7 separate regions of the Mus musculus genome follow, and all the other regions are linked to region 1. A link is a contact called in public ChIA-PET, HiCAR-type, HiChIP or PLAC-seq, Micro-C and promoter capture Hi-C data. All regions are on one chromosome and are shown on one strand. Each heading gives the region's core, a stretch centred on a gene start, on an enhancer-like site or on the middle of the called end of the contact. The rest is flanking DNA. Distances are from core to core; before and after follow the strand shown.

Region 1 (3,757 bases), core at 337-2,836:
GTCTTGCCTCTGACATCATTTAGCACTACCAAATGAAAAAGTTAACTGCCCTAAGTCATGAGGTAATTACAACAAAATGTTTTGCTGGAGCCAAGGTTCACCTAAACTCTACATAGTAAACCCAATGTACACTTCATATCTTTTTTTACTGTTGTTCTGACGGAACAAAATGCACCCATTATAATGGGAAAAAACGTAAATCATTGTGTTCATACTGTTCCCAAGAAATGAAAGCCACATTTTTTTTTAGATGATCCACAGATCTTGTCTTTTACCTCTTGTGCTGACATCAATAAATGGGAGAAAAAACGAGGGGAGTGGGTAAAGGGTATAGCCAATATATAAATAATTCGGGGGTACCATCATTACACGTTTCTATTTATGAAGGAAGCCGACAGCCCCAAACGATTACTTTCCTCAAAGTAGCAAGCATTTCTTCCTAACACTTTCTGCTCACGATAAAGATATGAATAAAATAAGCATTCTCTTCAGGTACAATCTGGTAATCCTAGAGACCAGCCCTCTTCAGGGTGAATGAAGCATCTTTCCATTACCGGTCTACAATCGCAGTACAAGAGAATTGCAATGGCTAGAAAGGAAGGGCACAGATCAGTACTACCCTGTGGAGAGCTGTTGGCCACAGAAAGGCAGAAAGTCATCATCTGTACAGAAGCCAGGCAACTCAGAGGGTTTCCCGAGCTCTCATGAGAGAGAGCTAACTACAGCTTCCTCGTTCTCCAAGGAAAAAGATCTTGCTATCCTTATCGCTGGAGGGAAGGTTTTTCTATGCCACCGAACAGTCCGGAAAATTACACGCGGGAGTGTGCTGGAGGCGCCGGGTGTAGTAGTAGGTGCTTCTCCTCCCCCTGCCTCGTTCAAGTAGTAGTGAAGGGCGCTACCTCCATGTTATTAGTAAAGTACGCCCGTGGTACCTAGAGGCTTCGCTTCGCAGCGGAGCACCGGGTGGCGGCCGCTCTAAGAGCGGGTTCAAGGGTGGGAGAAGACTCTCGGCTCCACGATCTAGAGGGTGTGGAACCGGGTGCCGCCGTGCCCTGAAGGGCCGCCACTCCCGTGCCCGCCCTCCCCGCCTCTCCGAGAAGCGAGGCAGCCCGACCCCAGTACCTTCTTGACCGTGCGCGGCGCCTCGGTGACCGTGCCGTCGGGGCTGACCAAGGCCTCGCCGCCGTCGCGATGCCGCTGGTGCTGGTGATGAGGGTCGCTCCGCTTCATGGCGGACGCTTGAGGGACCTTCCCGGCCGCAGGGCTCAGAGCCGCGGTGGGCCCCGAGCCCGGGCCGGGGGCCGGGGGCCGCTCCGCCGCGGGAGCCGGAGCTGGAGCCTCTGGGTCCCCGCCACCCGCTGGGGGTACCATGGCGCCCACGGCCGCCGCGCTCAGTCCCAACTGGGGCTCCGCCTCGGAGGGGCTCAGATCCTTCAGCTCCACCTCAGGCACCTTGGCGGCTGCCGCTGCTGACACAACCTGCACCGACATCACCGCCTCCACTGCAACCGCCGACTCTGACTCTCGCACCAGCTCCCACTCGGCCCCGCCTCCCGCCTCCCTTCCCCTTCCCTCCCCCATACCCCCACTCCTCCCCTCCATCGCCTCCGCTCCCACCCCCTTCCTCCGCCCGCCCGCTCGCTCGCCGCCAGCCCGGCCTCTCGAGCCTCGCCCCACCCCTGTCTGACTCACGCGCGAGGCGCCACAGAACCTGTAGTGCGCTTGCTCCGGGTTGCACGCGACTAGAAGACCGTGGGACCTCAGCAACCAACTTGCACTGCGCTCGCCTCGCGGGGGGGTGGGTGGGGGATAGGCCGCAGAGTCCCCTGGGAGTTGTAGTCCTTTCGTCCCTCCTCCGGAAAGTAGTTTTTGATGGAGAGGGAACTCCCAGGACAGCGACTAACAGAAAAGTATAAAAACGGATGACGCGACGGAATAGATGAGGAGAATGTCTCCAGAGGGGTTGTGGTTTCCGGAAAGGAATGCCAGAAACCCCAGGGAAAGTGGGGGGCAAGAATGACTCGCTCCCCTGACGGCGTGAATTTCCTCCGGAGTGTGCGCATGTGTGCTATCACGTGGGCGGCCTTTAAAGGAAAAGCGGCAGGTCAGGTGAGATGAATTCCGGCTCCAGGCTAGAAGGCATGGGGTTTCTCCATTCCGTTCCGAGCCTTTCTTCAGTGGGTTGGTTTCTAGAAGAAAAGAAATAAGCCATTTCCTGCTGTCATGCTTTCTGGCGTACTCTTGAATTAAGTAACTAAAATCAAATCCCCAAAGAAAGAAATCTCGTCAGGGTATGGTGGAGTACGCAGTAATAATTTGAACATCTGAAGTGTATGCGTCACCAGTGATAATAGTTCGAGGCCAGCTGAGCTATGAAGCAAGGCCCTGTCTTTAAAAAAAAAAAAAAAAAAGTTAATTCTACCGCACACATGTAATTAAAGGACCAGAAAAGAACTGGGAATCTACCCTGGGCCCTCTAAATGAGCAACAAATTCAATTAACTTTTGACCAGATCACCAGCTGCCAGTTTTATTTTTAATAACAAAAATAAAATAAAATTGCGTACCATTTGGTCATAGTGGTAAGCCCAACACTCAGGAGACAGAGACCTGAGAATCAGAAATGTGTTGAGGTTAGCTTTGACTGCTTAGCCAAAGCCTGTCACAAAAAGAAGAAACTTACCTGAAAGTAATGTTCTACTGATGATAGAATTTTTTTTCTTTTAAGAAGAGTTCTCCAATAGTCTTTTAATGATAAAAGGAAATAAATGCTTATAATTTTAAAAATCAGACTAAAAGCCAGGCGGTGGTGGCATAAGCCTTTAATCCCAGCACTTGGGAGGCAGAGGCAGGCAGCCTGGTCTACAGAGCAATTTCCAGGACAGCCAGGACTACACAGAGATACCCTGGCGGGGAAGGGGAAGGGGCATATAACAACATCAAGATGGCTTATCAGTTAAGAGCATCTGCTGCTCTTCCAGAGGTCTGGAGTTCAAGTCCCAGCAACCACATGGTGGCTCACAACCAACTATAGTGGTGATCTGATGCCCTCTTCTGACCTGCAGATGTACAAGCAGTTAGAGCACACATATACATTACAGAAAGAGGGAGGAAGGAAGTTAGACTAAAAAGTAGGAGACAACACCATACTTTCTAGGGATTTGAGAGTTGGCTCAAAATTTATGAGCCCTTGCTGTAATTTGTTCCCAACAACTACATTGGGCAACTCACAACCACCTGCAACTCCAGCTCCAGGGGGTGTGACACCCTCTTGTCCTACAGACACACACATATGCATAAGCTTAAAAATTATTTTAGTTGCACATTCTTTAAATTTTTATGTGAATATTACCTAAAGGGGGAAAAGGGCACTAAGATGTGGTTGACTTTTAGCATATTATGAGGTAGGCTTTTTTATTCCTAAAGAAACTGAGGCAAAGAGGATTATGGTTTGTGGCTGTTCAAAAAGTGACTGCAGCCCTAACAGCTCCCTTGGACTACCGGCCAGCTTGTCATTGGAAAAGCTACTTTTTTCTAAGCAAGAATAAGACAGAGACAAACGGGGGCTGGTGAGATGGCTCAGTGGGTAAGAGCACCCGACTGCTCTTCCGAAGGTCCAGAGTTCAAATCCCAGCAACCACAAGGTGGCTCATAACCATCCGTAACAAGATCTGGCGCCCTCTTCTGGAGTGTCTGAAGACAGCTACAGTGTACTTACATATAATAATAAATAAATCTTTAAAAAAATTGTCCTTAAA
Region 2 (3,757 bases), core at 697-3,196, 500 kb before region 1:
TTGATCTGTGAGCTAGTATTTGCATTATAAACTCATTTTCTCCTGGCAGTAGGTGTCATACCTAGTGGATGCTTAATTGATAACTTCTTAAGCCAGTGACTCACCTGGGTTCTAAGATCTCAACTGAGTTCCAAGGAAAAAGGAAAGCAAGTGTGTGTTCCTACTAGTTTGCATGGTACACTCTTGCATGTCCTTCTTTCAGATGTTATCTCAGTGTAAGTATAAAGTCTGGGAGTGTGTGCAAAAACAGGACCAGCCAAGTCAGACTTGATTCTCCGACCACTCTCCAGGGGTCTGGAGGTAAGGCTTTTAATTTTAACTTAATTTGTAAAATGTATTGGTGTCCTTATGAGACAGCATTGGGGCTTAGATGAGACAAACAGGCCACAGGTGTTTAGAATGGTAGCTGAATTATTGGAAATAAGGGCAGTGGTGGGGTAGCTGTGGATGCTTCATGGACCAACACTGATTTGTAACAATAAAAAAATAAACAATAAAAAATTTATAAACAATAAACACTTAGGCTTTTTTTATTTTATAATGATGCTGATTGACTTAAATACTGTGTTTTCCAATCAGTTATAGGGGGTGGGCTGTTGAGGCGTGATCTCTCTGAATAGCCTTGGATGTCCTGGAACTCACTGTGTAGACCCAGATGGCCTTAAACTCAGAGATATGCCTGCCTCTGCCTCTCAAGTGCTGAGATTAAATATGTGTACCACTGTGCTTGGCCTTGTGTTTCCCAACTTTGAAAGTTTGCACTCTAAAACTTCAATTTTATATGGAAGTATACTTGGTTTATATTGAGTAATTTTAAAAAATTATTTGTGGGGTCGGTGGTGCGCGTGCCCCTATAGCAAAAGGACAGAGAACAACATTGTGAAGTTGGGTCTTTCTCTCCACCCTTATGGAATCCAGGGCTTGAATGAATGCAGGTAGCCACAGGCAAGCATTTATTCCACAGTCTGTACTCTTCTTCATGCTCCTGTTGTAGCAGCCTCACAGTGGAGGACTCTCTGTGCCTTGTTTGCTTCCTTCCAGTCTTCTGCTTTTTGCTACCAGGGCAATACTGTTTTGGGTCTGTGTCTGTGTCTGTCTGTCTGTCTCTCTCCTCCCTCCCTCTCTCCCTCCCTGCCTCTTCCTGCTTTTAAAGCTTTGAATTTATGGGCATTGCAAAGATTAAATATATATGCCACCACACTGGGGTTCGTTTTCTCTCTCTTGTTCTCTCTCTCTCTCTCTCTCTCTCTCTCTTCTCCTTCCTTCCTTCCTTTCTTCCTTCCTTCCTTCCCTCCCCTCCCTCCTCTCCTTCCCCTCCCTTCCCCTTCCCCTTCCCCCCTCCCTTTCTTTCCTTGACAATTCTGCTATGTAGGCCAGATTAACCTAGAACCTGGTGTGATTCCAGGCTGGTGTCAAACTCACTGAAACATTCTTGTGTCTTGTCTCCTCAGAGCTGGGGTTAGAGGCTTGCACCAGCACACCTAGCTTGGAGCTACTCTTTATACAAGGCTTATCTATCAGCTTCTCCCCAGAATTCATTTTCCTCCCAAACAAAGATAAGCTTGTCTTCCTCTGTACTGGAATCAGAGGTGAGTCAGATGCTTTTCTGAGGGTGCCTAGGGATCTGGTCTTCTTGTTTCCAGACTGAGCATCTTCCCAGCCCTGTATACCCTACCCTCCTTTTTGAGACAGGGTCTCGTGTAGCCCAGACTGCTCTTGAAGATGACCTTGAACTCCTGCTGCCTTCACTTCCCACATATTGGGATCCAAGGCATGCCACTACCAAGTCATGCAAGTGCCACAGTTATTTTTGTACGCAGATCGGTCTTCCCCTTTTCAAGTCATTTGCCCCCTGACCTTTTCTCCCTGTGCCATGTATTACATAGCTCTGATCTTTCTTCCTTTGTCTTCCCATCTGAAAGAGAAGGGCTTCATTTGCATAGAGGTTCCAGTGATAGAGGGAGGCATTAGTGTCTCAGTTCAGAACTCTGAGTACATTGGTTTTCTAGCAGAGAGAGTGATGTGGGTGAGGATTAATATCTCAGATTGAGAAAGTGCATGCCAGATACATGCCAGCGTCAGTTTACATTGACCTTTGTTACGGGGAATTATATTCTGAGTTCTAAAGAAGGGACTTCACTTTTGAAATAAACTTGTTGGGGAAGGACTGGGGGACTCTGACCTCTGTAGCCCACACCTCAGGAGTGCTCTAATGGAGACTTTGCCTGACTGTGGGCTGGAAAGAGGGCATGCCCTGCCCTCCTCAGGAGGCAGCTGAGCCAGAGGCAGTCCAGTAGTTCTTTTGTATTTGGAAATACTCCTTGGTTTGGAGACTGGGCTTGTGCAGATACTTAAGCGGGTGCCTCCAACAAACAAACGTGATTATTCTTCAGCGATTACGCCGTAATCTGCATAACAAGAGAACTATTTTACTTTAGAAATGTTGAAGCTGTTAAGGCAGAGTTGATCTTTTCAGAGCAGGGTTCCTACAGAAAACCTTCTGACTCTACTGTGGTGCAGCTGGCGTGAAAGGCGAACGAACATTCCTGTAATAGGCTCTTGTAATTTCCTTTTAGTTTTTGTTTTCGAGACAGGTTCTATGTAGTCCTGGCTATTCTGGAACCCCATGGGTAAACCAGGCTGGCTTTGAACTTAGAACCACCTGCCGCTGTCTCCCCTAGTATTGGAATTAAAGGTATGTGCCACCATGCCCAGCCTTGCAATTTACTTTTAATGCAGAGAAAGTAGGAATTTTTGGACATAATCATCTCTGGTTGGTATTCTAGAAAAATGATACAACAGCTGGATTGAAAGACATAAAGGTTTTCTTCTTATTCAATGACTTTTTCTCCCTTTCTTTCTTTTTCCAAGACTGGAGTCTCTCTGCATTATCCCACTGGACTAGAACTCGCTATTTAGACCAGGCTGCCCTGGACAGAGATCTGTCTCTTGAGTACTGGGATTAAAGACATATTACCACCCTTCTGTAATTCTGAGAACTATAAAATAAGTTTTTACATCTTAGGCTTAAAAAAATTTTTAAGTATTTTATGTGTAAGGGTGTTTTGCCTGTGTGGGTTTGTCTAAGTGTCACTTGAGTGCCTAGTGCCCTGAAAGGCCAGAAGTTGGCATTTGTATCCCTTAGGACTGAAGTTAGGGATTGTTGTGGGCTACCCTGTGGATGCTAGGAATTGAAGCAGGGTCCTCTGGAAGAACAGTTTGTGCTATGTACCCCTGAGCCATCTCTCCAGCCCCCATCTCACAGTGTTTAGACTATCATCTACTGATGGTAAAAGAATGCTCTGGAGCTAGAAGAAAATATCAAAGGACATTTTCATTTAGTGCCGTCTTCATGGCAGACTTTGTGCAGTAGTAACACGGACTGTGTGTAAATGATGACCACCTGCCCTGGAGCAAGCGAAACCGTGGTTTGTAGTGGTTTCTAAGGTGTAAATACTGTACTGAAGCAAGCCTGTCTACATTGTGAGATCTATCGGGAAGAAATGGATATAGTCATCTGATTTGGATTAACCTCAAATGATTCTTTTCTTCCTTCCCCTTGTGTGTATATTTGTAGACAGACACACACACATAAACCCCCTCCCAACCTCCCACTGTGCCACAGTGTGCACGAGGTGGTCAGAGGACAACTTGTGGAGTCAGTTCCCCTTTTCTACCATGTTGGTCCCAGGTATTGAACTTGGGTCTTACATCCTGACCTCTCATGCTAACTATCCTTTATTTTCCTTATCTCTTA
Region 3 (3,757 bases), core at 368-2,867, 500 kb after region 1:
ATGGTTCCATGGTTAGCACTGGCTGCTCTTACAGAGGACCAGCCGACACACGGCAGTTCACAACCATCTGTAACTCCAGTCCCAGGGAATCTGAAGTCCTTTTTTTGGCCTCTACACACACCCATGATGCACAGCAAACAGGATACAAAACATGAAGGCAAAATGCCTCCATGAATGTATATGTGTGTGTATTTCATGTATATATATAAAATACAAGAAAATGATAGGTGTGGCTGGTGGTGCATACTTGAGTTACACAGTGAGTTAAAACTATCATGGGCAACTTAGTGAGACCCTGACTCAAAAAGTAAAATGTGGAGCAGGGCAATGGTGGTGCACGCCTTTAATCCCAGCACTTGGGAGGCAGAGGCAGGAGGATTTCTGAGTTAGAGGCTAGTCTGGTCTACAGAGTGCGTTCCAGGACAGCCAGGGCTACATAGAGAAACCCTGCCTCGAAAAAAAAAAAAAAGTGAGCTGAAATATAACTCAGTGGTATATAGAGTGCTTGCCCACCCTAGCATAGTGCCCCAAGAATAAGAAATAGGGATATGTCCTAGAGCAAACAACCTGTCTAAGTTTCTCCTGTATCATACATCCAAGTTGATTACAAACTTTTTTGCCTCCAGAGACATGGTTTCTTTGTGTAGCTCAGGCTGTCCTAGAACTAGCTCTGTACGGCTGGCCTCGAACTCACGGAGATCCTCCATGCTTCTACCTCTTAAGGGCTGCGATTAAAGGTGTCCGCGGGCCTCCGCGGGCCGCCACCGCCGCGCCGCCACCACCACCTCCAGGGGATTTATAAACTTCTTGAATATAATATCGTCAATATAAACGATAAGGGTGACAAAAGCCTGTAATCCCAGCTATGAAGGAGGCTGAGGCAGAAGGAATGCATGTTTAAGGTTTGCCCGAGCTATAGAGAATGCAAAGCTAATTTGGAAGATTTAGTGAAGCCTTGTCTCAAAAGTAAACATAAGGGGCTGGTAGGTAATGCACCCCAGTGAGTGGTATAAGCTGTATCTAGCACATACAAGATTCTAGGTTCAATTCGGAGTACCACAAAACAAAAAGTAGCAAACAGAAAATAGCAAAGAGTCAAATCTAGTTAATTTATCCAAACATCTTTGAATGCTTTTAAATAGCTCAGGCACTCTGAAAGGTACTCTGGGCCACATGGTCGTCCTACAGACAAGAACTCAGCCTTCAAAGGGGCAGTTACTACACAACACTCTAAAGCGGTGACAGGAAGGGAAGGCTAAGGTACTTTGGTGAAACCTGGTGGGCAAACAAAGGTGGCCCATGGAGTTCATAGATTGGGCGACGCAGAGAGAGCCGGTGGAGGCAAAGCCCTGACTCGAACGCAAGTAGCCCGACCGATGGGACAAGGGATCCATGTCTCGGCCTCCGGCCTGGGGGGTCCTGGGCCAGTTACCTCAGAAGGAAAAGTTGAGAGACGGCTGCTCACAGTCACACCAGGTCGTGCAGGAGTAAGGAAGAAGGTCGGCTGAGTCGCAACGTGGAAGCTCCACGCAGGCACTGCTCTGGATAGAAATAAGCCCCAAAGACAAACGGACCTCCCAAAGCCCCGCCCCTTCTGGGCGAGGCTCCTCGGAGACTGCGCACGCGTACCGAACCTGCACGAGCTCGCCCTGGGGCACGTCCGCTGGCCATCCAGCCCTGCGTCAGCAGCGTCGCCGCAGAGTTCTCGGGGAGTCACGGAAAGCACGCGGCTCGCGGTTGATTCACTGCAGTCCAGAGTGAACAGCATGAGGTTCAGCCTCACCGGCCGCCTTCTAGAAGATCAGGAGCCAAAAGGCGCCTTTACCCCCTCCCCCATTGCTGGATGCAGTACTTGAAGTGACGCCCGGGCAGTGTGGGAAGGCCCCGCAGGAGTTCCTTCCTTCCGCCCTCCTTTTCTTTTCTTTTTTTTTTTTTTTTAAAGATTTATTTATTATTATATGTAAGTACACTGTAGCTGTCTTCAGACACACCAGAAGAGGGAGTCAGATCTTGTTACGGATGGTTGTGAGCCACCATGTGGTTGCTGGGATTTGAACTCTGGACCTTCGGAAGAGCAGTCGGGTGCTCTTACCCACTGAGCCATCTCACCAGCCCTTCTTTTCTTTTCTTCTCTTCTCTTCTCTTCTCTTCTCTTCTCTTCTCTTCTCTTCTCTTCTCTTCTCTTCTCTTCTCTTCTCTTCTCTTCTCTTCTCTTCTCTTCTCTTCTCTTCTCTTCTCCTCTCCTCTCCTCTCCTCTCCTCTCCTCTCCTCTCCTCTTCCTTTTCTCCTCTCCTCTCCTCTCCTCTCCTCTCTTCTCTTCCTTTTCTCCTCTCCTCTCCTCTCCTCTCCTCTCCTCTCCTCTCCTCTCCTCTCCTCTCCTCTCCTCTCCTCTCCTCTCCTCTCCTCTCCTCTCTTCTCTTCCTTTTCTCCTCTTCTCTTCTCTTCTCTCTCTCTCTCTCTCTCTCTCTCTCTCTCTCTCTCTCTCTCTCTCTCTCTCTCTCTCTCTCTCTCTCCCCCTCCCTCCCTCCCTCCCTCCCTCCCTTCCTTCCTTTGTTTTTTGAGTCAGGTTCTTGTAGTGTACCTGCGACTGTTCTCGAGCCCTCCCGAATGAAAGTAAAATATTTGTCCTGGCTTTGGTCTCGGCTTTTTACGGCGTTTGGACGGATCGCCTTGCCTTCAGTGGCTCCGGTACCCCGGGAGGGCATTGGATTTTAGATTATTTTTTTTTCTTTAAAAATAAGCTATTTTCTTTTAAAGTTGCCTTTTGCTTGAACTAGAGAGGGAGGAGGTCATGGTCTAGATTTCATACCTGGAAACTGACCTGCCTTACCAGTCACCTGCCGGCTCCAACCAACGCAAAGGAGAGGTGCTGACCCAAAGGGGGAATCTCAGAAAAGATTCCTGGGACAAGCCCTCAAGTGGGGAAAGCCCTCAAGAATTAGGGGCAGGTCTAAGTGAACACGATAGTTACTACAAGGAGGGGGGGGGTTGGTGTGCGTTCTCATGACTTCCAGGATGAGTCAATGAACCCTTGGGAGAGCCAATTCGATGTGTGGGAGAAGCCCTCGCCTCTAAACTAAACGGAATTAAAGGGAGGAAGCAAACTTCCGCTGTGACCTTTCCCCTACTTTTCAGGACATCGCATCTGTCACAGAGGGTGGGGGATGTACCTAGAAGAAGAGAGACGTGCTGGCAAGCACAGGAGGTGGAAATCAGTGTTCTGAGCAACTCATATCAGTTCAGTTTATGATTATACTGAAAAGTGTAAATACAGACACTGGGTAAAGTGTCTGTGCCCCCTTTACCCAGAATTCCACTTCTGGGAGTCATCCCTCAGGTAAACTCCCTCCTGTGGAGTAAGGACTCCAGCACTGTTCACAGTGGCAGAGGACTGAGAAAGCCCATCAGTATAGCCCATCAGTATAGCCAGCCCACCAGCTATATAAATCATGAGTGCATTCGTACAAGATTGCCATAAGCCAGGAAAAGAAAAGGCAGTCTGTACATATTTAACACAGTCTTCATGTTATTAAGAGAAGGTAAGTATAGGGGCTGGAATACGGACCGCTTATTTGGTCCAACACTATACCCATAATCCCAGTGCATGGGAGGTGGATGAGGGAGGACTACTCTAAATCAAGGCCACCTTCGAGTACCTAGCAAGTTGGGGGCCAGCCTGGGCTACAAGCAACACTGTCTTAAAATGGGAAGCAGGCAGATCTCTGAGTTCAAGGCCAGCATGGTCTACAGAATGATT
Region 4 (3,757 bases), core at 757-3,256, 460 kb before region 1:
GTTCATCTTTTTCTCTAAGTGTGAGCAAGATTTTTTTTTTTTTTACTTCCTCTTCTTTGAGCCTGCTCCTTACTGAATTATGGAACAAAGGGGAACAGTGATGTGGCTGTTGACTGCCCAGGGTAGAACAGAACACAGAGACGTATATACTCCTCTGTCCTGTCCTGTTTGTGTTAAGAGACCAAGTCCAGGGCCTTGGGCTCGCCAAGCATATGCTGTAGAGCTGGAACTTGATCCTGAAGAGAAGTGACTGACTGTCTTTTTCCTGGTTGTCAGGGTGAGAATTTGGAGTCCTGCATGCCCTTTAAGGTCCACCTTGACAGAGATGAGACCTGGCAGAGGCATTTTTCTCAAGGCAGTTGAGGAAAAAAGCCTAATCAAACTCTGCATCTCTGAGTTCCAGGACAGCCAGGGCTACATAGTCTACACAGGGCTACACCCTGCCTCGAAAACAAAAGAAACAGAAAACTCCTTTCTGAGGACTGGGCTCTTACTTTTTATTTCTTATAGCCAAAGCAGCTTATAAAAGAAAGCATTTAATTGGGACTTGCTCCAGTTTCTGAGGATGAGTCCATTCCTCTCATGGTAGTAGGCGTGGCCTGGAACCACAGTGTGGAGCTTACTGAGCCACTGACTCCTCCCCTCGCCTCTATGCAGGTGGTAGGCAGGCAGAGAGGGAGGCAAGCCCTCCTCCAGACACACCTTCTAATGCTTCCTAAACTGCCCACCGCTAGGAACCATAGTCATTCCAACCACCAGCGGCCAAGGACAAGGGTGCTCAGTGAAACCCTTCCTTCTTCAGAAGGGAATGGATTTTCACAAAACTAATTTTATGCATGTCAAATCTAATAAAACTAGAAATATGAAGGAACTATATCAAAGATTTTATAGTTATCAGCATATCTATTGCTTTAATATTATAAGACAGTGGGCTTCCAGAGTGTATATACAAAGCTAATTCTTTGGGGGAGATAGGTGAAACAAAGTCTTACTTTGTAGCCTTGACTTGTTTGGAACTCAACTATATAGACCAGGCTGACCTCAAACTCTGCTTCTGAACGCTGGGATTGTGCTACCACATGTGGCTTGCAAGCTAATGCTTACATTACAAATACTCTGAAATCACAGTAAGTTTGTTTGGTGCACGCACAGCCGGAGGATGGACAGTAGGACAAACTGGGGGTGGGCGGCGGGTCCTGAGAGTGTAGACAGGGCTCTTGGGAGGTCAGACTACAACCTCAGATGCTGTTTCTCAGATACCTTGAACTGTTTGTTTGAGACAGGGCTTCTCAGTGGTATAGAATATCACCAATTGGCAAAGCTAGTTGTCTGTCAAGCTCCAGGGACCTGCCCAGCTCTGCAGTTATCTCCCCAGCACTGGGATGACAAGTGTGTGCCCCTGGCTTTTTCATGAATTCTGAGGATTCAAACTCCCAGGTCTTAATGCTTAAGAGGCAAGCATCCCCCTTACTGAGCCAGCCTTCACAATAATTCTGAAAAGCAAAGAATTTGCAAGTAAAAGTCCCTGTAATGATGGCTAATTGTGGTTTCAAATTCCTAGAGGTCCCACTGCCTCCGGGCCAGAGCCAGGAGCTCTGGTGCCCAGAAGCTGATGATCTGCACCCGGGACTGCTGTGCACTCCCCATTACAGGTGTGCCTCAGCACGTCTGTAACAGTGGGTCAGCAGTGATGAAACCGGAAGGAAGAACCAATGTTCAAGGGTTCTTTTATTGTTTGAAGCAAGCACATTGACAGAGGTACTTAAAAGTAGTAGAAAAGTTTATTAGATCTTTTTCTAGAATACGAGCACTCCCCTGGTTATGTAATAGGCAGTCTACAGTGTTTCTCTAGCCCCAAAGCCCTTCTGAGTGTCAGAGAACAAAACCTATACTTTATTTTTAAAAGGTTTTTGTTGTTGTTGGGTGGGAACAGTCAGTAGTAATCTTTGTCAGCAGCACCTGTCATAAACCACATGAGCAGCGTGAGCTGTTTCCTCCCTGGGGACTTGACAAGAAGCAAAAAGTAGCCGCAGAGTCAGTGTGGACCTTTTAGTGTTTAATGCCCACTCTGCTAGAAAGGGAAGCTGCAGAGAGACAGCCTGTCCCTGGGCACAGCATGGTAAATAAGCTCAGCAATAGGTAACCTCTGTAGGCCTCTGGGTTTTTGAGGTTTTTGGTTTTTTTTTTTTTTTTAAGATATATTTATTTTATGTATGTGAGTACACTACCACTCTCTTAAGACATACCAGAAGAGGGCATCAGATCCCATTACAGACACTTTTGCTATCTAGGAATAACTTGCTTTGCCCCACTGAAACTACAATTAGCCATCATTTCAGGGACTTGTACTTGCAAATTCTCTACTTTTCAGATGTTAAATCATGCACCACCATGTAACTGCAGGGAATTGAACTCAGGACCTCTGGAAAAGCAGTCAGTGTTTTTAACCACTGAGCCATCTCTCCAGCCCTGAGCTTCCATTTCTTTATGTGTGGATGGACTTGGTGGTAACCACCTCTGGTTGAAGTGAAGCGCTCAGCAAAGCTCAAAGTGTGTCTGGCCAAACTGGACATGGTGGCCCATGCCTATAATTCCAGCCTGTTGGGGGCAAGAAGGGTGAGGCAGAAGGATCAAGAATTTGAAGCCATGGCTGGCGAGATGGCTCAGCGAGTAAGAGCGCTGACTGCTCTTCTGAAGGTTCTGGGCTTAAATCCCAGCAACCACATGGTGGCTCACAACCACCCATAATGAGGTCTGACACCCTCTTCTGGTGTGTCTAAAGACAGCTACAGTGGACAGTAGACAAGAGCAAGTAGAGTTGGCCTGGTGAGCCGAGACGACCGGGAGAAGCAGGGGTCCTAAAAATTCAGTTCCCAGCAAACACATGAAGGCTCACAACCATCTGTACAGCTACAGTGTACTCACACGAGAGGGGGGCGGGGGAGGGAGAGAGAGAATGAATGAATGAATTTGAGATTTGAGGCCGGCTTGGAGTACACAGCAAGATTTTGGCTTGTGGCTCCTGGGATGTGTTAGTGGGACACTGCTGTTACTATCTTACCTCTTAATTAGAACTGTTGCTAATTCCCCCTGCTTTGGCTTATGGTTTGCACAACTATTTCTATTCTTCATCTTGTACGTGTAGGTGAGTATGTGTAAGTTCAAGTGCCCTGAGGGGCGCTTCATCCCCTGAGCTGGAGTAACAGACAGATATGAGCCGCCTGATGTTGGTGCGTCTGGTTGAACTCCGGTCCTCTGCAAGAACCCTTGACCACTAAGCCACCCTTTCTCCTCGTAATGTAGTCACTGTTTGCCATTTTTAACCCATTGTCTGTCTGGGGTTTTGTTTGTTTTTATTTTGTTTTAGTTTTTTTGAAACAGTCTTCTGTGTAGTCTTGGCTTCCTGGAACTCAGTTCCAGTGCTTGCCTCAAACTCATAGAGATCCCCCTGCCTCTGTGTTCGCAGTGCTGAGATCAAAAGCGTGTATGACTATGCACAGTGCCTAACCCATTGTCATACTTGATTCATTCTCCCCAGAATTAAATTGGGAAAGCAAAGAAAAAGCAATATTTTTTTGTTGTTGTTCTTGGTTTTTTTGGTCTTTGGTTTGGGTTATTGCTGTTGTTGTTGTTGTTGTTCTTGGCTGGGAAATAGGTCTCATTGCATAATCCAGCTGTCTCATACTCGAGCATCCTTGCGTCCGTCCGCATCCCATGTGCCGAGATTACAGAAGTGTACCAGTAAGTCCTGGCCTAC
Region 5 (3,757 bases), core at 701-3,200, 430 kb before region 1:
GGTAGGAAGTGAATTCTTAGCCCCAAGCCTTGAAATTCGAATGTGGCTGAGGCAAAGGCAGTGACAGCCAGGCTGGGTCCCAGGCCATCACAGGCAGGGCAGTTAACTGGGGTTGCCTTTGGGGTGCAGGGAAGATGACCTTGGCTGGAACCAGGAAGAAGGAGCTTCGACAAGAGGCCTTCTAGACACATCGCACTTTTACCCTGACCCAGAGTCTCAGCTCCCATCGCTTGGAGTGACATCTGCTTGTCACCATCCGCTTGTCTCCCTGCCGTCAGTCTCCTGGCTCTAGCTGGGATCTGGGCAGCACCAAGGACTACGCAAGGTAGAGCAGGGCCAGCACCGAGCTCCGTCCTCACTCCTGGGGACATGGAGACAGGTCGGAGGCTGAAACTTGAGGCCCTTGTAAAAATTCCAACTAGAGAAGAGCACTCTGGTCTTCCCGCACCTGATACCCCATGTCATAGTCTCCTTTTTAAAGTTATAACGGAATATCTGAAACTGGAACATAGATAATTTTTATGTCCCTGAAAGTCATCATCAGGCTTAGCAGCAAGCATCTTGCCAACCCGAGAGGTCTGGTTTGAACTGTAGTTCTGCAGGCTTGAAGTCCAAGATCCAGTAGGTGAATGTGAGGAGACAGCCGGACAGCACGTGAGGAAGGCAGGTCCAGCCTGCTTCCCAACAACTTGCTTTCCAGGCCTGAAGATAATTAATCTCACTAATTGGGTTTTAAAGCACCCCCCCCCCCCCACAATGTCACCCTCAGGGCAATCAAAAAGGCTGGGGTGCAGCCCGAAGGTGGGACATTTGTCTTCCATGCACAAGGTCTTGGGTCTGCCCAATTTGTACCCCACTTTCTCAGTGTTTCAGGCTGCCCCCATATCTCACTCTCTCCACCTAGGATGTGCCCCACCCCCACCTCAGAGTTTCCCTTCCACTCTGGCCTCTCCATTCCCTCACCCAGGGCCTAATTCCTGAGGGCATTTATCTTCAGTGTGCGATGTGGTCATGTAAGGATGCTCTATCTGCTTGGGGAGAATTACAAGGGCTCCTAGGAAAAACACGTTTTGGTACCTAAGGGTAGCTGTAGGTTTAGAGATAGCCTGGGACTCCAAGGGACATCCAAAGCTGTTGCAGGAGTAGGGATTACAAGGTGTATCCAGGGGGAGGGATGGGGCAAATCCCCTGCCCAGAAAGGGGAGAGGAGCTGCTTGCAGTCCCGGGTCAGACGCATATCATCATCTCAGGTGCTGGAGTGAAGCCCCTGCCATCTTTCCCAGAATCCTCTCTTCTTCCAGGCCAGCTTGGTTAGTACGCCCCTAGCACCTGACTTCAGAGAGGGCCTAACATAGACCTGATCACTTCCGGCGAGGAGAGGGAGGCCCTGTCCAAAACCAAACCAAACCAAACCAAACCAAACCAAAACAAAACAAAAAACCAAAACAAAACAAAAAACCCACTTTGCATGCCAGTAAAGGTGTCCTGAGAGACTTCCGGGATAATTTCCAGACATTTCCGGTCCAGGAACCACTATAACAGGTGACCATATGAACAGTCAATGCTCAGAGTTTGATGAAGCCCCTGTTTGCATTTCTGTTCGTTTTGAGGGAGAGGGGAGGTATTTGGTGGCCCCACCAATGTAGAGTGGAGTCTGGGGGCATGAGCGTCTGAGTTCAGATTACCACCTTACTCTGGAAAGAGGGCACAGGGCCAGCAGGATCGGTGGCCATTACTAATTCATGTGCTCACGGAAGCCAAGTGACCATCTCGGCCTCCGCAACTGGGCCCCCAAGAAGGTCCTGGAGACATGCAGAGTCTAGAGTTGGCCCAAAGCCCACAATCATTTCTGGCCCCAGCAACAACCTGGAAAATAACCAGCCCAGGGATTGGGAGCTCAGACCTAGAGGAAGAGGAGGAGCCAGAAAGAAGCCCCGCCCAGTGCTTTTCCTTTGCCAACCCTGTGACTCACGTGTCACACCCCCACCCCAGGCAGAGGTAGGGGTGGGGAGCCTCCCAGGGCACATGTGTGCCCAGATGCCTCCCTGCGCTCTGATACCATTAACATTTGAATCTCACTTTTGCAAGGGAAATGACCGGTGTTCTGGCCCCTGCCTCCACCCTGGACATCCCGCAGTGTCCTGCCTCTCTGTTTTCTTTCAAGATAAGTGGAGGGCAAGGTGTTCCCTGGTCCTTAGGTACCAGCCTTTCCTGGGCTGGGCCTCAGTCCCCTCACGGCTCACGGATGCCTTTGTGTTTGATGGTCTGTCGGCCTTGCTGCATAAATGTATATACGGTGATCGAAAAGACATTGAGGCCACCATCGTTCCTACTGCCCCGTGTCACTTGTCATTCACAGATGGTCCTAGAGTGACGCAAGGCCAGACAGAACTCCCTCAAGATCACAGGCCTGGCTCTTTCCACAGGCTCATGTCCTGCCCCATGAATAATTTGCAACCGGCTGGCAGGGCAGCCAGTCAGTCATCCACCACATCTCTCTTCTCGACTTTCTGGAACGACAACTCTCCTCTGCTCTGACTGCTGTGGCCCACATTCCTGGGAGCTGAGGGGACACATGGTGGGAATGTGTAGCCTGTTGCTTCTTCTGCTGGAAGGACCACTGTCAGACAAGAGCCCCGCCCTGCCTTCCTGATTACAGTCTCATTCTCAAAATCATTCATTCGGGTCCGACCCAAATACAAATACGACATGAGGATACACACATGCATGAGGCCTTGTGTTCAGCCTCCAACACACACACACACACACACACACACACACACACACACGCGCGCGCGCGCGCTTGACACACTCATACACTCACACGTATATACTCATACACGCTCATACACACACACTCACACACATACACACACTCACACACATACACTTACATACTCTCACACATAATACACATTCACACGTATACATACACTCACACATACACACTCTCACACACTCACTCACACATTTACACTCACATATATACACATATTCACACACTTTTGCACACACACATCCTTTCAGAAGCAAGTCTGACAATCCTCTGAAGAAGCAGGTGAGGAAGCTCTGACACACCAACAGCAGGGAACATGCCCAAGGGGGTTTCCTATTTCTTCTTCCTTCTTCTTCTTCCTCTTCTTCCTCTTCCTTTTCTTCCTCTTCTTCTGTTTTTTTTTTTTAATTTTTATTTGTTTTTTTTGAGACAGGGTTTCTCTGTGTAACCCTGGCTGTCCTGGAACTCACTCTTGTAGACCAGGCTGGCCTCGAACTCAGAAATCCTCCTGCCTCTGCCTCCCAAGTGCTGGGATTAAAGGTGTGTCCCACACCCCAGGTGGAGAGTTTTATTTTACTTTATTTAATTTATTTATTTGTTTGTTTTTCGAGACAGGGTTTCTCTGTGTAGTCCTGGCTGTCCTGGAACTCACTTTGTAGACCAGGCCGGCCTCGAACTCAGAAATCCGCCTGCCTCTGCCTCCCTAGTGCTGGGATTAAAGGCGTGCGCCACCACGCCTGGCTCCAGGTTGCTTTCTAAATACTCTTTGGCACTGAAAGGGTCCAAGACTTCTTAGAGCAGTGTTTGATCCCAGACCCAAGACAAACACTGTACAAACAAGCATAGGACAACCCTTGGGAAAATTGGGATGTGCCAGAGACACCGCTAAACGGGCTCTATCAAAGAGGGGCTGATATCTGAACAGATGAGGATATTAACAAATGAGGGTCTGAGAGCTGTGGGTAAGCCCAGTCCATGAGT
Region 6 (3,757 bases), core at 872-3,371, 420 kb after region 1:
GTCCCCATACATAAATATTATTCCATCTGTTTAATTCTAATGTGTTACAGCCTAACGGCATTTATATTTAAAGTTCATAGAAAAGCTGGGTGTGGTGGTGCATCCCTTTAATCTTCTCAGTATACAGGAGGTAGAGATGGGCTGATCTCCTGTGAGTTTGGGGCCAGTCTGCTCTATATAATGAGTTCCAGGTCAGCCAAGGATACCAGTGAGACTTTCTCACATGCAAAACAACATCAAAGCCACAGAGGAAAAAAACCAAGTTTATATAGAAAGAATCCAGGATCCTTTTTTTTTTTTTGGTTTTTCGAGACAGAGTTTCTCTGTGTAGCCCTGGCTGTGCTGGAACTCACTCTGTAGACCAGGCTGGCCTCGAACTCAGAGATTCGCCTGCTTCTGCCTCCCAAGTGCTGGGGATTAAAGGCGTGCACCACCACGCCCAGAGAGAATCCAGGATTATTATTATTATTATTTTTTTTTTTTTTTTTTTTTTTTTGGGTTTTTGAGACAGGGTTTCTCTGTATAGCCCTGGCTGTCCTGGAACTCACTCTGTAGACCAGGCTGGCCTCGAACTTAGAAAGAATCCAGGATCTTAATCAAGCATTTCCCATGACTATTCCTGGCTATTCCGGAAACATCCCTGGCACATCTATGTTACAAAAAAAAATTAAGCTAATACTAACATATTAGTCTCCTGTACTGAAGCAATGATATAACACATCAATTAACATATCACTATATGAATGGCGCCCAACCATGATTGAGAATGACATTGAGAAGAATACACACATACTTTATATTTTTTATGAGCTCATGATTCCTTTTGAATCTTCAAAATATCCTGTTGGAGACCCCTGAAACACTGCCAAACTCATAGTCGGACCAGACAGACATAGTAATAGTAATAGGTATCTTACACACAAGTAATAGGTTCTCTCTGGTCCCACATTTGGACAGAAGAACACAAGTTCTTTAGCAGTGACTATTGCTCGATACTTAAATCTAACTGAATGAGGTCAAATATATACTTCTCCTGGGTCAGCTTTCAGGTATAGCAAAGAATAATTATCAGCCACTCCAGGTCACTCTACCTTCATGTTAAATTAAACTGGAGCGCTATCATTCCCAACTTATTAATGCTGACTTGATGGTTCATGACAGGAAGTGAATGCAATTCTTAAAAAACCCTGTTCCAAGGCTTTGAACGCTTAGGAATTTCGATCAAAGAACCAAAAGTCTTAGCAGATCCACTGATCTTTCCCACTCATGCAAAAGGAACTTTACAAAATGCAAACCACTCTTAATTACAGCAACTATCGCGAATTAAAATTAAGCTCACTTCTGTATACAGCATATCAAAAATCAGAACACTTGGGAATGACAAGCAAAAAACCCGTGATTACTTAAAGGTAATTAACTCCCTAATTAACACGTGAAAACTATTTCCATTAATGACAATATCCAGCCAAACATAGAAAACTGCGACGTTCTTTTCTAATTAACAAGAAGTTTTAAAAATAATGACATTATGTTTTCAATCGTTTTGTTCTCCATGTTCCTACACCCTGTAAGACAGCTAACACTTTCTTTCTTGGCACTTGCAACTCAATTCTCGGGATGTGGCCTTGGGGCGGGGTGGCAGCTCCCAAGAGTCCGGCGAGGTGGCAGGGAGCGGATACTAAAACTCTCTACCCAATTCTCTCCGACCTTCAGGAAACAAACAAAAGTGACCCTCTAGTCCCAGGGACACTGAGTGGAGGAACCCGGGGAGGAGATCAAGGACGCGCGAAACCAGGCACAAAAACGGTGCCCAGGAGGGCGCAGGGCCCGGGAGCTACAACCCTTTCCGCAGAGCTGCGGGACAGCAAGTCGGGGACCGCACTCTGAGGGCCAGAGTGGAGCCTCGGGCCCATCCCGGTGCACTGAGACCGGAGTGAGGACACCCACTACGAATGGGGAACAGGGCCGACGGACAGAATAAGAGCGAACCAGGACCCACCCAGCACCACAGAACTTACCTTTCCCGGGAGCTCCACGCCGCAGGATACCGTGGCTGCGGCTCACCCAGGGAGTGAGCTCCCGCGCACAAGCACCGCCCAACCGGAAGTGGTTAATGGCCCCGCCCCCATCCGACTTGTCGGGGGTCTTCACACCAATCCCCGGCACGATCACTGCTGACGTATGGCTTCTTCGTACGGCCATTGGTCTCACAATCGCGTGGCCGGGATTGGCTGGAAATCGCCACGTCCCCGCGAGCGCGCCGAGTTGCGTGGACCGGATTCCCGCCCAGCTCGGGTTGCCCAGCCCGTGGGGACTCTGAGTCCCAGCTCCTTGCTCTTGGGTGTGTGGGCGCGGCTCGCTGACCTTGGCCCACTGACCGCAACGACCTCATTTACGGCAGGCAACCCTGATTCCCTAGGCTTCTAGTGTAATTCCGATGGCTTTCTTCCTGCCTCCAAGCCCCTGGGGCCGGAATAGTCCCGCTGTAACGTCACCACCCACTGCGAATGAGCCCAACTTCTGGCTCTAGAGTCAGATCTACTGAGCAGCTCTCCGCCCCGCCAACACGCACCTTTCAGCTTCGATTCTCACCCACCATGCTCTTTCGCATCTCTGCCTAAACCATCATGATCCCGGCCTCCCCTAACAGCCTTACAGCCTTACATTTTACACCCATGTGGTCTTTGTCCACAAAGCGGCTTCCTCTGCCTGAAGTATGTTTTCTCGATTTTTCAGCTACTGAAAGCCATCAGTCATGAAACAGGTTGTCATCCTGGAATGTCTTAGGGGAAGCTGTAGTCGTGAAGTTGCCAGTGCTCAGTTAAGGTGTTAGTTTTAGGAATCTTTCCTGGTCAGTAAACAGATAATACGCATGTGCTTTCCTGGCAGTTTGCATTTTCAGTACGCAGCCAGATATTGTTTAATAACGGTGCTTGTCCTTATGTCTTCGATTAGACCAAGTGCCAAAATAAGATCTGCCTGACTTACACATCAGGAGCTCCCAGCTTACAGCCCAGGTCCAAGGAAATTCTCAGCAATACTAAGTGAACTGAATAGAAGAAACTGAATGGAAGAAACCCGTTGCGTTGAAGGCCCCTGATTTAAAAGAAACATAGGAAATTAGCAATTTGTTTTTTTGTTTGTTTGTTTGGAGGGGCGGGGGACAGGAGAGTTTGAACCCAGACTCTGTGCAGGATTCTAGTTGTCCATTCTACCACTGAACTATATAACCTTAGTAAACCCATCACCTACTCAATGCCATGAAATTAAAACATGTATTCATTGAGAGCTACTTTATTTTCTTTCTTTTTTTTAAAGATTTATTTATTATTATATGTAAATACACTGTAGCTGTCTTCAGACACTCCAGAAGAGGGAGTCAGATCTTGTTATGGATGATTGTGAGCCACCATGTGGTTGCTGGGATTTGAACTCTGGACCTTCGGAAGAGCAGTCGGGTGCTCTTACCCACTGAGCCATCTCACCAGCCTGAGAGCTACTTTATTTTCAACATGTATGAAATGAATAGCAAAGCCTCTAGAATTTAAGTCCAGTCAAAACAAAGACTAAGTTCATGAAAGACAATAAAGCAAATCAGTTTGCCCTAAGACAAGGAAAGTGTGCAATTACTGTTTGGAACATCCAAACCACCAACTCAAAATACAACTCTCATCTCAAAGAAAGTTTATTATGGAGCCAAATGTGAGTGACCATGACTAGGAACCCAGATTTCATGTACCAATGTAGTAACAGTTTG
Region 7 (3,757 bases), core at 889-3,388, 410 kb before region 1:
AGTTGGAAGGGTAGGATACTTGCATGCAGCCTTGGGTACACTCGGCGGGCCAGCAAAGTAAGGATCTGGGTTCGTCCGAGCTCTTCACCGACCGGAGCCCCGGGCTGTAAGCGATCTGGGATATCGGGTCCCTGGGGACCGCCCCCTCACCACTCCGGTCCAGCTCCAGTTACTGGTCGAGCCTGCTACCTAAAATATGTATGAGGACCTTGCGGGTGCAATTTCACGGCCCCTCCTAGAGTGAGGCTGGGGGGTCTCAGGGTGAGAAGGGAGCTGCGCGGGCAGCAAGCGACGCTGGCTCTTGGGCGGGGGCTGTCTCGACTTTCAACAGAGCATTTAAGAAAGGTAGAAACCGGATCCATCTCACCCGCGCCCCCGCCCTTCGAGTCCGACGGCGGGACCCCGCAGCCGAGCGGCTAGCTTTCCGTTCTGCGGTGTCTGGTTCTCGACAGCAGGTGAATGGGCCCAGGCGAGGCGCGGGGGGGCGGGGCGTACGCTATAAAGGGGCGCGGCAGGACTAGGGGGTCACTCGCAGCCGGTGTGGCCTGCGCGTCCGAGCACACAGAGCTGTGACCGCCTGGTGCCGGACAGGCCTAGGGACCAGGTAGGGCGTGAGTGGAGATGCCGGCCGGCAGTGAGGTTCAGGGCCACAGGGATGGAAAGGGAAGGAGGCGGGACAGGGAGGGTTAATGTAGAGTCACCACACCCCCCTGAGGTCTGTCGGGTCGTGCCCTGCTCTTCCTGTTCGGTTCTGGTGCATCACGTCCCATCCCCAACTGTGCTGGGAGAGGGACAAGCGGGTCCTGGCCTTCCTGCCTTGGGGTGGGTCTTGCCTCCGGAGCCATCTGTCTGTAACATCCATGGCTGAAGCAGGTCTTGCCCAGGAGCTGAGTATCTAGAAGGGTTCGTATCTGCAGCGTCATTCTCGGACCCTGGCAGACAGCAGGGGAGGGAGGAATCCAGGGGCTCGGTTCCCCTAATCCATTTACTTCGCTTGAGCTCAAGGTTTTCAGTCTCAGCGCAAGGGCCCTTTAGTTTGGTGGGAACATCAGCTAAGCCCCACCCCACCCCCACACCCGGTTTTAGAGGCTTCTAGGCGGTCAGACCTGCCCGGATTCATTGGGAGAACTAGGAGCTAAAAGGGAGGAAGGCGGATTAACGTTTTATTTTAATCTGGTTTTGAACTGTGGTTGCCGTCTGGGGCAGCCGGGCGCGGCAGGGAATGGGAGGGCGCTCAAAGCAGGGGAGGGGGATGTGCGCACTCTCTGGTCTCAGGATGCTGGGGAGAAGGAAGAGGCCACTTCAAACGAGACAGCTAGGGTGTACCTTAACTCTGCTCCTCCCCAGAGGCTCCGGGGTGGCATCCTAGCTAAGAAGGTTCCGAGGGATCTAATCCCCGTCCTCGTTCCAGATGGCCCCGCCCCCTCCCGGGGGAGCCACTGCGGCAGTGGAGGGGCAGGAAGGGAGATGGGAAGGGGTCTGGGGGTGGCTTCCCTTCCCCTCCCCCTTCCGGGACAGGCGGTCTTTGTTCCCTGCGGCGGCGGCGGCCAGACACCTGTGAGGCTTCAGGGCTAGGCAAAGGTGGGTTAGGACGAGTGGCGAGCCTCTGGTGCCCACTCCAACTCTCTACCTTCGGGCCAGGGTGCTCCCACCGAGGCAGAACAGACTGTGGCCAGTTCTCCGGCTGCAGAGTACCGTCTAGTGTGGTCCCACAGTACTCCTGGCCTCCAAACGCACTTCCCCTCCCCCAGCCCAGAGTCGGATTTCCAAGTTTGCTGTGCTACACACACCTTGGCTAGCAAGGGGTTCAGAGGGAGGTGGGATGGTAGGGCATCGGGGCACACCTCGGCCGGCGGCACCCCAGCCCAAGGTAGGAGGCTAGAACAGCGAGTGGGCAGCGGGACCCCTTAGGGGCCAAACCCAGCTGGGTTCGGCGAACAGGCGGGGCTCGCGACGTATCCGCAGTCCCGGTCGGGCGTGCCCTACGACGCGCACCAACCGGAGCAACATTCAAGGTGAATCATCTTCGGTCCGCCTCCCGTCCCTCCCCCGCCCCACAGCACCTGAGCCAATGGCGCGGCGCGGGGGGCGGGCGGGGCGCTGGGGGCGGTAAAACCCTCCCGGAGTCATTATCTCTGCACTCCGTCGAGCCCCCGGGTCTCGGCGCCGGAGCCTGCTAGCCTCCTTCCTTGAACACGATCGTCACACCTGGTGCACCCCTTTCGTCTGCCTCTGGGGCTCGGTGACCATTCAGCCCTACCCCGCCTGCTGCGTGGAAGAGGCTCCTCCTCAGGTGGCTCGGCCGGGGCCTTCCCCTGCAGACCTGTCACCCGACACCCAGGAAGCGCGCGGCCCCATCCCGGCTCCTCTTTGTTCCCCCGCTGGGCTCCGCGCTCCGGCGCCACCTCCTCCCGCCAAGGTCCTGGTGATTTGGGGCGCCGCTCTCGGCTCAACCTGGGCACGCCTCAAGTTCTGTCCATTGGGCCCGCTCCAAACGAGGGCCCTTTTTTTGCCTAGTTCCTCGGGTGTGGACTCGGAGCAGAGCTGGGAGGCGGCGGTGAGCCCAGCCCGGAGCCGGCGCAGGTGAGTGTGCGGGGCGGGGCCGGGCGGAGCCAGTGCTGGGCCAGGGAGAAGGTGGAGCGGGTGCCGGAGGGCCAACAGTTCTAGCACCCAGTTTTGTGGGCGGCCGGAGGGGCAAGCAGAGGCCACGTCGTGGCTGTGGCCTTCGGGGATGACGCGGCACTGTGAATTCCTGACTTCCTTGGCCTTTTGGCGGGGATGCCGGCGAGGTGCCAGGGGACGGGGCCCTCAGTACCATGTGCACCGCATCCAGTGCGGTTCCCGGGGCGGGAAGAAAGCGGGGGGCATTTTGAGCCTAGGTTGGGTTTGGCTCGGTGCCTGATGCTGCCCGCCCTAATGTCGCCTCCCGGAGGAATTCGGCTGGGGTCCCGGGAGTTTCGCCGCCCTGTTGGGCCTGGGAGGAAGTGCAAGGCCGGGAGGCTGGCCGCGACGCGGGCTGGGGAGCGTTCCTGCGTCGAGCTGGTTTCTCCAGCCCCTTCTCAGGGTTTCACTGCAGGTTGGTTATCGCTTCCGTGGCCCGGAGCCTGCCCCGCCCAGTCCCCTGGGAAAAGCTGGTCCAAGAACTCAGCTTGCCTTCCTTCTGTATCCTCCGGCCTGGAGCAAGCGGATACCAGTTCTGAGTCCGAACCAATTCGGTTAGCAAGGGCTGCTCCCAGGTCCCCAGAATCCTGCCCCCGGAACATGTCTCGGATGTTTTACTAGTCGGTGTATCCAATAGTTACCGGCAGTGGCGATGCAGCCCAGGCATCAGGGATCGCTCAGTTCTGCGGAGCCCTACAGGCTGAGCCCTTCCTTCATCCTTGGCACCCCTACACTAAGTAGAAAGATCTGCTAGCGCAAGGGATGCAATTCTGATTAGGAGATTAGGGACAGAGATGGGGGGCGGGTGCCCTATTGGGCGCCGTCTCTGTCAGAGATAGTTAGGACAGGGCCTTCTAGGTTTCCTGCTGGCTAACCTCCTGAGGACTAAGAGTCCAGTTTTCACACTGAGCCAGGTACCTGTGTTACACGTCCGCCCTGAGACTCCGTGCACAGTCAGTCTAGCCTGCATCACCCTCTGCCTAGACAAACCTTGGGCATCATGTTTCTAGATTTCTGTTCCGAGGTCAATCAAGCCTTCTAAGAAACCCAGTAAACCGAGCCCACCTTTCATCCTCCACTTGTTTTCTTTAGGGCT

What was found. A called contact is a pair of places that touch in the nucleus more often than the background predicts. ChIA-PET counts read pairs in DNA pulled down with a chosen protein or histone mark. HiCAR-type assays count read pairs that join an accessible place to other places. HiChIP or PLAC-seq counts read pairs in DNA pulled down with a chosen protein or histone mark. Capture Hi-C pulls out chosen DNA fragments and counts their contacts.
Region 2: a contact with region 1 is called in a HiCAR-type map of embryonic stem cells, with 4 times the contacts expected there. The contact joins the enhancer-like site here to the promoter of Ahcyl2 in region 1. A contact is called at or near these places in 3 of 39 promoter capture datasets (3T3-L1-derived adipocytes, maxillary cranial neural crest and second pharyngeal arch cranial neural crest), 9 of 115 datasets of contacts at active chromatin or transcription factors (bone marrow-derived macrophages, embryonic stem cells, large pre-B cells and 2 more) and 1 of 9 other capture datasets (embryonic stem cells).
Region 3: a contact with region 1 is called in a promoter capture Hi-C map of liver. The contact joins the promoter of Hilpda here to the promoter of Ahcyl2 in region 1. A contact is called at or near these places in 3 of 39 promoter capture datasets (3T3-L1-derived adipocytes, hippocampal neurons and pre-B cells), 2 of 115 datasets of contacts at active chromatin or transcription factors (bone marrow-derived macrophages and memory CD8 T cells) and 1 of 9 other capture datasets (liver).
Region 4: an RNA polymerase II ChIA-PET map of memory CD8 T cells shows a contact between it and region 1, with 8 read pairs. The contact joins the enhancer-like site here to the promoter of Ahcyl2 in region 1. A contact is called at or near these places in 8 of 39 promoter capture datasets (the 3T3-L1 cell line, 3T3-L1-derived adipocytes, the C10 cell line and 4 more), 13 of 484 Hi-C or Micro-C datasets (B cells, the G1E-ER4 cell line, the P5424 cell line and 5 more), 8 of 115 datasets of contacts at active chromatin or transcription factors (astrocytes, bone marrow-derived macrophages, embryonic limb bud and 5 more) and 1 of 9 other capture datasets (embryonic stem cells).
Region 5: an H3K27ac HiChIP or PLAC-seq map of embryonic stem cells shows a contact between it and region 1, with 3 times the contacts expected there. The contact joins the enhancer-like site here to the promoter of Ahcyl2 in region 1. A contact is called at or near these places in 9 of 39 promoter capture datasets (the 3T3-L1 cell line, the HPC-7 cell line, cranial neural crest and 5 more), 3 of 15 datasets of contacts at CTCF or cohesin (the NIH/3T3 cell line, embryonic stem cells and pro-B cells), 34 of 484 Hi-C or Micro-C datasets (the Ba/F3 cell line, CD4 T cells, CD8 T cells and 13 more), 28 of 115 datasets of contacts at active chromatin or transcription factors (the NIH/3T3 cell line, the SCID.adh cell line, T-cell acute lymphoblastic leukemia and 16 more) and 1 of 9 other capture datasets (embryonic stem cells).
Region 6: a contact with region 1 is called in a promoter capture Hi-C map of adipose tissue. The contact joins the promoter of Calu here to the promoter of Ahcyl2 in region 1. A contact is called at or near these places in 4 of 484 Hi-C or Micro-C datasets (CD4 T cells, embryonic stem cells and muscle stem cells), 1 of 115 datasets of contacts at active chromatin or transcription factors (memory CD8 T cells) and 2 of 9 other capture datasets (adipose tissue and liver).
Region 7: a Micro-C map of embryonic stem cells shows a contact between it and region 1, with 7 times the contacts expected there. The contact joins the promoter of Mirc35hg here to the promoter of Ahcyl2 in region 1. A contact is called at or near these places in 9 of 39 promoter capture datasets (the C10 cell line, cranial neural crest, embryonic stem cells and 4 more), 3 of 484 Hi-C or Micro-C datasets (embryonic stem cells, muscle stem cells and stem cell-derived neural progenitor cells), 10 of 115 datasets of contacts at active chromatin or transcription factors (embryonic forebrain, embryonic limb bud, embryonic stem cells and 4 more) and 1 of 9 other capture datasets (adipose tissue).

Annotation. Positions count from the first base shown.
Region 1 is chr6:29,766,272-29,770,028 of GRCm38.p6, reverse strand. It overlaps Ahcyl2 (S-adenosylhomocysteine hydrolase-like 2), which reads right to left and starts at 1,586. Exons shown (of 17, transcript NM_001171000.2): 1 at 1,123-1,586. The coding sequence starts at 1,491.
Region 2 is chr6:30,271,205-30,274,961 of GRCm38.p6, reverse strand. The region is part of intron 1 of Ube2h (ubiquitin-conjugating enzyme E2H); the gene reads left to right. Among named protein-coding and RNA genes, the nearest start is that of Ube2h, 31 kb to the left of the region's middle. Within about 2 kb of position 1,946, at least 17 of the 459 cell types and tissues checked have an H3K27ac peak or open chromatin away from gene starts, as enhancers often do. A contact at or near this core is called in embryonic stem cells, where this site is marked.
Region 3 is chr6:29,270,486-29,274,242 of GRCm38.p6, reverse strand. Hilpda (hypoxia inducible lipid droplet associated) reads right to left here and starts at 1,617. Exons shown (of 2, transcript NM_023516.5): 1 at 1,433-1,617.
Region 4 is chr6:30,225,435-30,229,191 of GRCm38.p6, reverse strand. All of the region lies in intron 5 of Ube2h (ubiquitin-conjugating enzyme E2H), which reads left to right. Among named protein-coding and RNA genes, the nearest start is that of Gm31221, 49 kb to the right of the region's middle. Within about 2 kb of position 2,006, at least 48 of the 459 cell types and tissues checked have an H3K27ac peak or open chromatin away from gene starts, as enhancers often do. A contact at or near this core is called in B cells, the P5424 cell line, Th1 cells and 2 more, where this site is marked.
Region 5 is chr6:30,194,509-30,198,265 of GRCm38.p6, reverse strand. No RefSeq gene overlaps it. Among named protein-coding and RNA genes, the nearest start is that of Gm31221, 18 kb to the right of the region's middle. Within about 2 kb of position 1,950, at least 8 of the 459 cell types and tissues checked have an H3K27ac peak or open chromatin away from gene starts, as enhancers often do. A contact at or near this core is called in embryonic stem cells, where this site is marked.
Region 6 is chr6:29,346,470-29,350,226 of GRCm38.p6, reverse strand. Calu (calumenin) reads right to left here and starts at 2,121. Exons shown (of 7, transcript NM_007594.4): 1 at 2,019-2,121.
Region 7 is chr6:30,172,506-30,176,262 of GRCm38.p6, reverse strand. Mirc35hg (microRNA cluster 35, host gene) reads left to right here and starts at 2,138. Exons shown (of 2, transcript NR_126540.1): 1 at 2,138-2,583.